Regions from separate parts of the Mus musculus genome. Here region 1 is linked to region 2. Evidence: chromatin contacts called from public targeted proximity ligation data. All regions are on one chromosome and are shown on one strand. The core of a region is the stretch at or near the end of the contact, and the rest is flanking DNA. Distances in the headings are between cores, read along the strand shown.

The links.
Region 1: a contact with region 2 is called in a targeted proximity ligation map of pancreatic cancer cells. A contact is called at or near these places in 4 of 39 promoter capture datasets (cranial neural crest, hematopoietic stem and progenitor cells, pre-B cells and 1 more), 1 of 130 datasets of targeted methods (pancreatic cancer cells) and 1 of 9 other capture datasets (liver).

The regions. Positions count from the first base shown.
Region 1 is chr19:9,080,842-9,085,103 of GRCm38.p6, reverse strand. It overlaps Scgb1a1 (secretoglobin, family 1A, member 1 (uteroglobin)), which reads left to right. Exons shown (of 3, transcript NM_011681.2): 3 at 1,293-1,462. The coding sequence ends at 1,340. Among named protein-coding and RNA genes, the nearest start is that of Scgb1a1, 5.0 kb to the left of the region's middle.
Region 2 is chr19:8,686,252-8,690,056 of GRCm38.p6, reverse strand. No RefSeq gene overlaps it. Among named protein-coding and RNA genes, the nearest start is that of Chrm1, 24 kb to the right of the region's middle.

The sequences.
Region 1 (4,262 bases), core at 1,199-3,698, 390 kb before region 2:
GAATATCTTGGCCATGTACCCTGCCTTTTTATTTGTTTCTTTTGGGTTTTTGTTTTTATTGTTTGGTGGTGGTGGTGGTATGTATGAGTGTTAGATGGGGATTCTGTGAGCTAGTCTCACTGTCCCCAAACTCCTGGGGTCAAGTGTTCTCCCCACCTCAGCCTCCTGAGTGGCTGGTACTACAAGCTTGAACCGTGCACACCCAACTCCACTGATTTTTTTTTCCATAATAATTTTGATATTTTATCTACTTTGTGTGAGTGTGTGTGTGTGTGTGTGTGTGTGTGTGTGTGTGTGAGACACATGTGGAGGTCAGAGGACAATCTTTAAGGAGTTGGATCTTTCCTTCCACCATGTGGGTCCTGTGGATCAAATTTAGGTAGTCTTTGAGAAAACCATCCAAGGCCTTCTTTTTCTTTTCTTTTCTTTTCTTTCTTTCTTTCTTTCTCTCTTTCTTTCTTTCTTTCTTTCTTTCTCTCTCTCTCTCTCTCTCTCTCTCTCTCTCTCTCTCTCTCTCTTCCTCTCTTTCTTTCTTTCTCTCTTTTATTAGATATTTTCTTTATTTACATTTCAAATGTTATCCTCTTTTCTAGTTTCCCCTCCAAAAATCCCCTATCCACTCCCCCCTGCTCCCCAACCCACCCACTCCCATTCCTGGTCCTGGCATTCCCCTATACTAGGGCATAGAGCCTTCACAGGACCAATGGCCTCTCCTCCCATTGACAACGGACTAGGCCATCCTCTGCTACAAATATAGCTAGAGCCACAAGTTCCACCATGTGTTTTCTTTGATTGGTGGTATAGTTCCAAGGAGCTCTGAGGGTACTGGTTTGTTCATATTGATGTTCCTTCTATGGGTCTTCAGTCCCCTTCAGCTCCCTGGGTATTTCTTTGGCTCCTTCACTGGGGACCTTGTGCTCTGTCCAATGGATGACTGTGAGCATCCACTTCTGTATTTGCCGAGCACTGGCAGAGCCTTGCAGGAGACAGCTATATCAGGCTCCTGTCAGCAGGCTCTTGTTGATATCTGCCTAGTGTCTGGGTTTGGCGGTTGTTTATGGGGTGGATCCCCAAGTGGGGCAGTCTCTGGATGGTCATTCCTTCAGGCTCTGCTCCTAACTTTGTCTTTGTAACTCCATCCATGAGTATTTTGTTCCCCATCCAAGGCCTTCTAACCCTCAATTCCTCTCAGAATTTACTGTGGCTTTTGTCTGATAAGTCTCTGCACCACTACTGCATCTACTTCTGAGGTTCACTCACTATTGGGGGTGTGGGGTGTTTCTTTATTCTAGGAGAAAATCCTAACAAGTCCTCTGTGTAAGCAAGATTTAAGATTCTGAAGCTCACTGGATTTCAGAGATATTCTACTGCTAAAGCCTTGTCACTGCCCTGTGTCTCCTCGGCTCCTCGGCTTCCCCACACCAACCCCTCCTTCCTCTTTGCAATAAACTGCGAGCATCTCACCTGCCTGTGTGCAATGGTCTTTTTCTGTACCTGCTGGAGCCAGAGCATTGGAGCTGGAGTGAGTGAAGGGAACCAGAAGTAAGGGAGGACAGCTGAGTCCTGCCCTGGTGCCACACAAGATCCCACAAGTCCTCCTTCCTCTACACTTCAGTTATTTGCCATCAGTAGACTGCAATGCCCTACCTAGTAATAGAATGTTAAGTCCCACCATCTATTCAACAGCCCTAGCCTAGCTTGTCTAAAAGACCTGTAATACCATCCCTCCCTCCCCATGTCTGGTCCTAAATGTTACTGGATTCTAACTCCATCCTCTGGGCTACACTATTCCAGCCAGGAGCCTGATAGGCATCCCTTAGCCCTTCTTTGTCCAATCAACCGAGACCTCTGGGGTCATTCACTCCTTCAATATCTCCTGGCCACACCATCATCCCTGGCTGCTGCAATCCCAGAGGCCCCTTTACAGGCTGCCAGCTGACTAACTGCTAAGCAATTCAATGACCATGCATCCACCACAGGGAGTTTGATCCCATGTAAAATCTTAGCAGTGTTCCCACACTCCAGTCTTAAAAGCATACGGACCATAAATGTTCAAGCTCAACACAAGACCCATGACAGCCCTTGTCTCCCCCTTCTCAATCCAGACATCCCCTCTCTTCGACCTTTAGTTCCTAAAAGTCAAGCCCCACCTTGGGACCTTTTTGTACTGGCCACACACAATATCCGCTGCCCAAAAAGATGTTGATTGGTTTAGAATTTGTCCTAACATCAGCGAGCCTCCACTGGAGCCGGGCCACACCATCCCAAAAGGTTGAAAAAAGAGTAGAGTTGGAGGCGTGTGCAGAAGAGCTGTATGTAGAAATAGAAAGGGAAGAGGCAGAGGGCACCGGAACAAGGAAGCTATGGAAGAGAACGCCAGCCAGCCAGGCAGCCAGTTCAGCGCCTAGAAGCAGCTACATGGGCGGTTACGGGCCACGCCTGCTCCTGCGTCGTGGCCACCAGGGGGCAGTGTAGTCCATGCTACCGCCCCCTGCGAGTTTGAGGACTAGACCCCGCACCAACCCTTTGACTTTTGGGCGGGGCAGATGGTGAGAGTCATTCTCTAGCATCGATTTTAAATCGTTTTATCTGGCCTCTAAAGCTTTATTTGGGCAGAGTTTGTTTGCTTGTTTGTTTGTTTATTTGTTTGTTTTTGTCAAAATTCTGAGGAAAAACCCACCGAAAGGCACACAAGTAGTCTAGCACGGCACACAAGTAGCACGGCTGAAGCCTTCCAGTGACCGGCCAGTCCTATTGGAATTAGGAGTAATTCCACTCCCACAAGACCTCAAAGGCCATCCTGACATATCTAGACTCTGAGATGGCCCTGAAGACAGAGAGGACCAAGAATTGGTCCACCTGCCTGGTTTTAAAGTCCCATAGCAGAAACTGCAACCTTACAAGCTTTGGCTTGGCAGACATTAGCATATCTCTTTTATTTCTCACACAACCCAGAGCGGAGGCCCAGCTCCTGCCCTACTGATGGTAGAACCTCCCACACAGGACTCTTCAGGGTCAGTAAACTAGGGATAATGATGAGAAAAGTCCACCATAAACACTCATTTGTGTACACAGCACTAAAGCCACCACACCCACTCCTTCATTGTCTGCCAGAGGAGGGGCTGGGATTGTAAAAATTCCAGGGCAGGTCAGGGGGACCAGTGATTCCAAAAGAGACTATTTGTGGCAGGCTGGGCCCTGGTGGCGGCCCACTCCTTCACTCCCAAGGCCCTAGATTCTTCTGCATCCAGGTCATTCTGTCTAAGGTGCATATGTGGCCTCCCTCGAACTACCCACCTAGGTGAGCATTATTTAAATGGACAAGGTCCAAGGTCATAAAAAGTTGCGAATTTTAACGACTTATTCACTGCTAAGAAAGTATTTACCTTGCACAAACACAATGCCGATGACTGGGAATAAAAGGAAATACAATTATATTGCAGTGAATCTCTGCCTTAGAGATATCTGCTTTGGCAATGTGCAAGAATGTGTATTAGCCCAGAGAAAGGTACATACCTTAGGTTCTTCAAATGCAGAGAGTACTAGGAAACGTAGCTATCAGGAAACTGTTCGCTGTGCAAACATGAAGCCCCATGAGCACCCATGAGAGCTGCTGGGCACGAGGTGAATCTACGCATGCGCGTGCGCGAGTGCATGGCCAAATGCAAAAATGAACTGACTACAACCATAGAAAAGGTGAATTATCTGTGCAGTGTAAATGAAATTGGAGAAAAATAGGAAGTGGCCATTGGGATTTTGGTTTTTTTTCCCTGACCTGCTAAGTTAATATCTTGATCCTGCTAGTAGGCCAAGGTCCTGCCCAGGCCAGCATAGTTGGATGTTGTTGATGATGTTGTTTTAAGGAACCACTTGCTAAAAGTGGTGTTTACATTTCAAAAATAAAGAAAGGCTGAGTGTAGTGATGCCTGCCTTTAACACTCAAAGGCAGACAGTCTGAGTTCTAGGTCAGCTAAAACTACAGAATGAGACCATCTCAGGAGAGAGAGAGACAGAGAATCTATACTTCTATTTCTATAATCAGCCATCCTCACTATGAATATGCCAAACTAAAACATAGGAGGCAAATACACACTTCCTGAATTTGAAAAGTATTAAGCTCAAACTATGAAGATGATATTTTAAATGTTTCTGAGTCAAAAAATAAAAATAAAAAAGATTAAAAGCAGCATCTAGTGATACACACCTGTAATCCCAGCACTTGAGAGGCAAAGGCAGACGGATCACTACAAACTCAAGACCAG
Region 2 (3,805 bases), core at 192-2,691:
TGCATGTGGTGTGCACACACACGTAATAAATGATATAATATAAAATCTATAAGGGGCTGGAGAGATGGCTCAGTGGTTTAGAGCATTGACTGCTTTTCCAGAGGTCCTGAGTTCAATTCCCAGCAACCACATGGTGGCTCACAACCATCTGTAATGGGATCCGATGGCCTCTTCTCATATACATAAAATAAATCTTTAAAAGAATATCTCCAACAAAAGCCTCAAAGAGTGCTCTTTTCCTTCGTGTGTGACACTGTCCAAATATATCCTAAACTACTGCATTTAGAGAAAATTCTAGAGTCTCGAGAACAAAGTGCTTACTAGCATGCACAAGGTCTTGGATTACATTCTCAGTACTAAGTAATATCGGGGTTGGCCTTGTGTGCTGTGTATTCAGATGGTGAGTTCTGTACCCCAAGAGCAGATTGCAGTCTGGACATAGGTATTATATTGATCAATGTGCTGTAAAGAATGTTTCCCAAAAGTCTCTGACTGGTATATAAAAAGCTAGAGCCTCTGACTGGGCAGGGGAGATAGGAAAGAGGAACTCCAGACTGAGTGAGGGGATTTCAACTAGGGACCACAAGGAGAAGAAGGAGGAGACGGAAGAAGGGAATTGTCATGGGGCAAGGTGGAACATAAACATGTGGCTAAGAGAAGCTAGCACTGAGGACACACATGGAACAGAACCAGACTCAGATGGCAAGTTATGGGGTATTTATCTGATTATTAATAGCCTAGCTGGGTTAGAATAGCTCAGAATCTGCCCAGCATAGTGCCAGCAACCTGTTAAAAAAGTCTGATGTTTCTGTGTTGTTTACTTGAGAGCTAAGTAGGTTAGAGGGGGGCAGAAACCCCATGTAGATTTTTAGGAGCAAAAGGAGGCATAACTCTCCCATAATATTACTACCATAAACCAACAGTTAACCAACTAACTAATGAAAATATCTCTGTGATCAGGGTCTGGAGAGGTGGTTTAGTGGTTAAAAGCAGTGGCTACTCTTTCAGAAGAGCCAGGTTTGATTCCCAGCATCCACATGGTGGCTCACAACTGCCTGAAACTCCAGTTCCACGGGATTCTGGCCCCTGTGGGTACCAGGCACATGTTCATATGTGCAGACAAAACACCAATACAGATAAAATAATTAGAAAATATTGCCAATCATGACTTACAAATGGGCCTTACAGTGACTTACAGGGGACATTTTGAATTTCATCTTGAGACTGAGCCTCTCAAGTGTGGAGGCTCCGTCATTGCTTCTTCAGCTGTAACAGCTCTGCCTTCCCAGGAAGGAAACAAAAGCTCAGAGATGTGCAGAAAGTCAACCAGCTTATAGAGGAGTCGGTGTTGAGATAAAACCTTGGTTAGGTTCCACCTTCCTGGCCTGGTTCTGCCACGACCAATCTGGTTTCAAGAAAGCACAACTCTGTGGGCTAGGGAGATGACTTAGAACTTAAGAATGCTTGTTATGCAGTTATGAGGACCGAAGTTCAGACTCCCAGTAGTCAGATAACAAGACAGGTGTCCCACAAATGCCCTTAACTCCAGCCCTGAGGGATCTAACATCTCCTTTTGGCTTCTGTGAACCACGGACACACATACTGGGACATACATGTGCACAGACATAGGCAGAAACACACACACACACACACATCTTTTTTTTTTTTAAGATTTATTTATTATATGTAAGTACTGTAGCTGTCTCAGACACACCAGAAGAGGGCATCAGATCTCATTATAGATGGTTGTGAGCCACCATGTGGTTGCTGGGATTTGAACTCAGGACCTTCAGAAGAGCAGTTGGTGCTCTTAACCGCTGAGCCATCTCTCCAGCCTCCCCCCGCCCCCCACATCTTAAGAGAAGAAAATGTCATTTTGTCCAAGGGTGGACTCCTATGCACATCACCGTAGCAGATGTCTCTCTGGAGATTGTTGTTTGGATATGCAATGTCTTCCTTGTTTTGTATTAAAGTCTTGTTCTCTACTTAGTGGACCCCAATAAGAAGCAAGTGAATCAGGAGAGTGGGTACTAACTTTAAAAACGGGCTACCGGAAAGTGGGGCCTGGTTGGAGCAAGTAGTCCCTGGAGACTGTCTTTGAGGAGTGTGCTTTGCTGTGGCCCTTTCCAAGTGAGCACTTCTATCATGCCCTCTCTGCCTGACAGTCTGCCTCACTAGAGGCACAGAAGTGTGCATCCAAGGGACTGTGGACTGAAACCACTGACACTGTTTTCCTTCTTTTAAATCATTTCTTTCAGTGACAACCAAGATGTCAGGTAACCAGGCTCCTCCGAGGCTGAGATTGTCTACAGTAGGAGTGATGGAGATACTAAAGGTGAAGTGAGGGTAGAAAGAGCTTGAAAGACAAGATTCATTCTCTCTGGGACCCACACACGCAAACCCACTTTGGAACAGATTTCCAGGGAAGACCAGAGAGGAGAAGGAGGAGGAAGGATGTGTGTGTGCGCATGTATGTATATGTGTACGCTTTTCTATTGCTGCGAAGACACAACATGACTAAACCAACTTATAAAAGGAAATGTTTACTGTAGCTCATGGTGTCAGAGGGTTAGAGTTCATAATCATAATGGCAGGGATTATGACAGCAGGCAGGCATAGCTGTAGCTGAGAGCTGACACCCTAATCTAGAGGATCTGTCTCTCTTTGTCTCTCTCTGTCTCTCTCAGTCTCTGTCTCTCTCTCTCTGTCTCTCTGTCTCTCCCTGTCTCTGTCTCTCTTTCTCTCTCTCTCCCTCTCACTGGGAATGGTGTGGGCCTTTGAAACTGCAAGGCCTGTCCCCCAGTGACACACCTCCTAATTCTTCTGAAATAGTTCCATCAAATGTGGACCAAGCATTCAAACATATAAGTTTATGGTGGGCATTCGCATTCAAACCATTACTATGTATATGCATTCATGCGTGCACATATACACGGAGGCCAAAGGTTGGCATGTAGCATCTTCCTTTATCATTTCTACTTTAATTTAAGTTTAATTTTTGGAGACAGGATCTTATCGTGTAACCCTGGCTGGCTTATAACTTGCTTTATAGATCAGAGTGGCCTATAACTCATAGAGATCAGCCTACTTCTGCCAGATTGCTGCAGTTGAAGGCAGCCACCATCATGCTGGGCTTGACTTATTTTTTGTGATAGGGTTTCTCACTGAACCCAGAGCTTGCCATTTTAGGTAGACTGGCTGACTAGGGAAATTTCCACTCCCCCGGAATCTGTGCCCCCCCCCCCAGCACTGGGGTTACAGGTGTGCCAGGCTTTTATGTAGGTGCTGGGAATCTAGACTGTGGTCCCTACAGTTGTGAAGGAAGCACTTTGCCAACGGAATCATCTTCTGAGCCCTCCCATGTTCCTTAATTGCCATTTTTCCTGTTTATCTCTGCAAAGCCCTTACTCCCAGACATCTCCCCAATGTTCTCTCTGTTTAATGGTTTTCTGGTTCTAGTGCTCCTGCATTCCGGTTCCTCTCTGGTCATCTCTTCCACCTCCAGGCTGGCTGAAATCTGTTGTCTTCTGAGGGGCCTGGAGCCCTAGTGTGTAAATGCTGCTTCTTTCTGGATCCTGAAGGGAGCACAGGCAGTCTTGAAGCAAAGCAGGATAAGAAGAGCCTAAGCAGAGGAGTTGGAAAGAGTTGGACATGAAGGCGTGAGTCCAGCACCTATGCGAAGACCAGAATTCCAGAACCTGTAGGAGGGCTCATTCACCCAAGGGGCTGAATGTGAAGACCTTTGGCTAAGGGGCTTGCTTTGGGTTTTAGAGATAAGGTCTCACTTTTGGTATCCCTGGTTAGC